2 separate regions of the Drosophila melanogaster genome follow, and region 1 is linked to region 2. A link is a contact called in public Hi-C data. All regions are on one chromosome and are shown on one strand. The core of a region is the stretch at or near the end of the contact, and the rest is flanking DNA. Distances in the headings are between cores, read along the strand shown.

Region 1 (2,700 bases), core at 127-2,626, 150 kb before region 2:
AAGCGTGTGAATTCAGCTGCAGTCGCGTGGTCTATGACAGGCTTATGACAAAAGCGCGGCGCGTGTGGCTCAAAGTGGCTCAGAGTTGTTGCTCGGCGGTTCAGTGGCTCAGTGGCTCAGTTGCTCAGTTGGCTTAGAGTGGCTTAGAGTGGGGCCCGTCTGTGGCCCCCTATCCCCCCACCCTCCCCTGTCGAGCGTAGCCACCATTTGGCGTCTCCAACGGCATCTCCGACTGGTTTTTGTCTCAGGCGATATTTGCTTTATTTTCCTACCTTTATTTATGATTATTTTTAACTCTTATTTCTTTTTTTTTGTGTTGTTTTTGCCTTGGCTTTGGCAAACACACGCTTGTTGGCTAATTTTTCTTGTGGCTTGCTTTCTTTTTTTGCGGCGGGGGAATTCCAGAAACGTTCGCGATGCGGTCTGGTCCCCCTTTTTGGCCCCTTGGTGGTTAACATTTTAATGCCAAACGGCCAGACAAGCGACGACGGATGGCACAGACTCGACACGCTGCAAATTCTAATTAATGACAGTTTTAGACATTTTTGAGCTAGACGGCGCCAAAGACAAAGCCAGCAAAAACCAAAAAAAAAAAAAAAAATAAAAAACACTAAGCTCGACTCGAAAGAGCAGCATCTAAAAAATATCGATTTTGAATGTATGAGGTGTCTGTGTAGATTCGAGACCCCAGGGCATGTCTGGCCAAAAAGCTGATGAAAGAGGCAACGGATCGTATCGGATGATCGTGTTATATAAAGAAGGGATTTTCTAATGGCCAAGAAGAACTAATGATCGATCGGTGGACTCTCAGCTTGTGTGGCTTAGTATTGCAAGTTGAGCGATGTTTTAATTTTGTATCTTTCAAATCCATCAAAAACAAATCACTTAAAGTCGTCGGACTTATAATTATTATATATATGTAAGTTCTTGCTAGGGGAAATATTCAATGATTATTTAGTTACATGATATCATTAATAATCTGGACCAAAGGCTTTTGGAAAATATTATCATAAAGTTCCGTGTTGTAATCCAATCGTAATCCAAGTCAGTTCCGCAATGCAATCGAAGTCAATATCATAGCATTGCTCAGTGGGATTTCGAGATTCCCAGAAATCCAACTAAGTCGTCCGACATCCTGTAATCTGTGATCCGCATGAGTGCCAGTCATCGAATCGAAATCTAATGGAAATCAATGGCGACTGGTGACTCACAGCCCGTTGGACTTTAAGGTGGGTGGCCGGTGGGAGCGTCGGGAGGTGGGCCGCTTGGCAAGGTCGTTGCGTCAGCGTTCCACGATGACGTCGGTCTTCGCACTTTGCTCCGCCGGGTGATTGCATGTGCCAGCCGGAGACTCGGCAGCTGTCTGTGACAGGTTCCCGATCTGGTTGCCGTTCCAGCGCTTTCGACGGGTAACCACATTGCCCGGCTGATAAGCTGTTTACGACGACCGACGTCTTGGGCCTCGGCAGACAATCAGTCATATATTACTTTATATATTTATGTGTGTGCATGTGTGGCACGGCATGCCGGCGTCTTATCAGAGTGTTCACTGTGCGAGGAGGCTAATGGTGAAATTAACGACGGGGCTCGTGCTTCGCATTGCAGCGCACGTAGACGCCTTCGAACTGTGCACTGAAAAAAACTGTTAGGTTCTTGCTTTAAGATACGAAAATACATTTTACCATGTGTTGAAAATAAGTAAATATACAATCAATAAGTTTACAGTATATATTCAAAGTTTTTAAAGTACTGGGTATAGACAAGTAAATAATAAGAATCTACGGTCTTAATAAATGTAAATCAATTATATTGATTTAAAATATATTATTATTTACTTGGTTAAAGATATTGTAAAACCTGTTTGAGATTAAAAAAAATAGCATTTATTATAAGAAATTTATTTACATAAAACGAACCGACTCACAATATATAAAAGGGGGAACTCCCTTCTTTGCGTTTCTTATTACTCATTGCTGGAAAAACTATATTAGAAGACCTGTCTCAATCATATATCACTATGATAAGCGTAAAGCTCATTCTAAATTTGCTCAGTGTATTTCTTACACCCCGTCAAGGAGTACGTGGTGCGGTGCATGGGATCCGCGGTCGGATGGTCTGGCCTTATCTGGCTGCCCGGGCCGACTTTAGTCAGCAACTAAGGGCTAGGCCAACACTTGTGCTTTCAATGTTTGTATGTGGGTCACATCGTTTCGACTTTCGATTAAAGACTTTGACGTCAGCAGCTGGCTGCCGGAACTCGAGCTGGAATCAGCGTACAGAGATCGTACGATGCATGCAATCAGCATGATTCGTCTGGGCAATGGTACACCCACCCCATCCGATATCCCTTACAGTCTAACGGTCGCAAATCTAATCGCGTTAAACTATAAAGAATTTCCTTTTTTTGGGGCTCGACTCATTTCCGGATGGTGATACCTTGCTATATCCCCATAACACCCATAGCACCATATTCCACGTTCCAGGTTGAATGTGAGTGCTAAAATTAAAATCTTACCACGATACTAGCCTATCAATTACTATCGCTAATGCGATGACCTTATATGGAGCATTTTTAGTTTTGCGGAAACACTTAATGGGCTTATCAAGGGAAATGTGTAATTGATGGTTTGCTGAGCAATTGTAAAACTAATAAAGGAAATGCCTCATGGTCAAGTGAATAGATAAAATGTAGGCCTTTTC
Region 2 (2,700 bases), core at 112-2,611:
AAGCGAGAAATTGGAAGAGGAAGTGCGCTTAGTCACATGGGGTTTTCTAAGAAATGGACATTACTCCTGCTTTTCAAGGGCTAAGCTAGTCAAGCGATTGGAGCGTTGTAAGTATTAGTATTTTGAAATGTTTTGGTAATGACGTTTTGTTTTGATGATGTTATATGACCCAAACATTTCTTATCTATAATATCAATGACTCTTTGACGGACTAGATTATTCCCCAAAAGGAATGCTTCTAAACAATCAACAATATTAACGTAATCTTTATGGGTTCAAATCTCTATAGATACTATAATCTAAACAGGACCAGTCTCTTTTTAGGAAAGTATCTGCATTTAAAACTCTTACACAAACAGAATACATGAGAAATTTCAATCTCAGTTGAAATAATTGAATACAACAGTTTCCAAAAACGTGCATAAACAAAGGAGGCAAAATAATAGCCTGTTGACTTCAATTAGGTCCAATTATTGACGCAATTGAGGGCCTGATCCCGGGAAGAGTGAATCTCTATGCCACTGACAGCGGGATGTAGGCACGAGTCTTGTGGGTCCTCGTCTCGGATCTTTGAGGGTTGCAGTTGCACAGCTAACTCCACAATTAACTTGAGAATTGAAGGCAATTGCCAACTCCCGCGAATCCGGCGCTTCTTCTTCTTCTTCTTCAGCAACCGGGGGTTATCTTATCGCGTATGGAATGTACCCCATATACATATACACCATGCTATTCTGCACGCTCATCCAGCTGCTCAGATAAAGCCGTCAAACCAAACCAACTGCTGTGCTGATAATGCGAGGCAGTCGCAGTTGGACTCTCGTTAATTGAATTATATTCGCAGCTTTGGCTAAAAAAAAAATGTTGCACTTTAATTAGCATAAAACGTAGACGATGCTTACAAGCAAACAAACGAACAAACATACAAATGCGGGCGTTCCCTTTTTTTGCCCCCTTTTGTTGTTACACTGGAAACTTGGTTAAAAGGGCGGAATTCGCGTGACCGACAAAAACAAATGTGCGGGACATGTGGGAGAGACCAAAATCCGGACAGTCGGCGCCAACAACTGGGGGTAGGGATAACGATGATGACTCCACCCCGGAGGAGCACCCACTAGGCGGCAACAACAAAATGTGCGAACGAATCGAAATGAGTTCTTGTTGGCCAGGCCGCAGCTGAATCTCCACTGGCTTTGTTTGACGCGTTTTCATGCCGCGGGAAAGGGGCTTTAAACTGATTTGTGCACTTGGGGTTTTAAACATTGGTTAACTTACAGAAACACACGGCGAAAAGGGCTTAAAGAGAGCTAAAATCGAGTAAATAAAACTAACACTTTACAAAATATTCCGTAGTTAAGACAGTGTGACCGTGCGTCAAGCAGCTATCGATAAGTCATTGCGGCTATCGGAACCAATTAGCGTTTGGGTCACATAATTACAAAATAAATAAAAAATATATAAATTTACAAGTTCTAATCATAGTTTGCCTATACTTCTATAATATTTGAAATTACTACGGCAAGCAAAAAGTAGTCTGCACACAGAGCTGTTATGCCAATGGCAGACTGTTAAGTGCAGGGTCACCCCAAATGTAAAGGCATGAGCGCCAAATTTAAAATAAAACCCCCAACTAATGCAGTCTAACTAAAACAAGGCTTAAAGATTAAGCGATTTGTAGTCGAATCCTATAAAAACAACATATCCACATGATTAATGAAGGTTACAAGCCCCACCAAAGCGCACCCCCACACAAACTTGATAAATTTGTCTGGCTTTCCTGAATTTTCTCCGAGACGATCATCGTTTCCGTTTTGATTTCGGCGATTGGAGGGCAACCAAGTGTGCAACTTACAACCCTCAGAAAATAGACGAGCAATCTAAGGGCCGAAAAACAAAAACTAGCCAAAATCATAAAAATAAGCAAGCGAATTCATGACTTCGCCAAAGTCAACGGACCGCACATAGCGCGCGTCTTTGGGGGCCCTTTCACTGGGGTTGCTTTCCCTATAAGGCAGCGAAATAAAAATAAATTTAATGTTCCTGTTTTTTTCCCTTCTCCTTTCTCGACTTGTCAAGGATATCATATGCGCGAATACATGGGTATATGTGTACGCGTAATTTATGCTGCAAAACATCTCGAGCATAAACAGGAAACAAGCGTCCACGGTCCTTCTTTCGCAACACTCTTAAAAAATGAGAAGTAATTAAAGACAAGTTGCAAAATTATCAAAGGGGGGGATAAACATTCCTTTTGCTACTATCAAACTTGAATTTAATTATTGGAAATTTCAAGAGAAACATTTTAAAGCGAACTTTCAGAAAACCTTCATACATAAAACACTATATTCTTCATATAAAAATTTCTCTCTGTGCACAATGCCCGCCCCTGCGCGCTTGAGAAATTTCTTGAAACGAAGTCAAGTTCGTGGCTTGGGCGCAAATTCAATTAATTTCAATCGAACGCCTGTCGTTCTGGGCATCCGGCATTGGGCATTGGGCATTGAGCATTGATGTCCCGCGATTCGAGGCCTGCCAAACCGATACGCAGATAGAAGATGCAGGATGTGCAGATATGGACTCACCCCTCGGGCCGATAAATCTCGGAACTGGCACACTCGCTTTACACACACGCCCGTTATGACTGCTGGCCAAGGAGGAGCAAGCGAAATGGATGAGCAGAACGCATCGACATGTGTCCTGGTG

The links. A called contact is a pair of places that touch in the nucleus more often than the background predicts.
Region 1: a contact with region 2 is called in a Hi-C map of the S2 cell line, with 2.0 times the contacts expected there. A contact is called at or near these places in 8 of 107 Hi-C or Micro-C datasets (the Kc167 cell line, the ML-DmBG3-c2 cell line, the Ras3 cell line and 4 more).

What each region holds. Positions count from the first base shown.
Region 1 is chr3L:8,691,379-8,694,078 of dm6, reverse strand. It overlaps lncRNA:CR44526 (long non-coding RNA:CR44526), which reads right to left and starts at 1,376. Exons shown (of 1, transcript NR_124833.1): 1 at 888-1,376.
Region 2 is chr3L:8,543,662-8,546,361 of dm6, reverse strand. rhea (rhea,) reads right to left here and starts at 1,361. Exons shown (of 17, transcript NM_001274658.1): 1 at 1,273-1,361.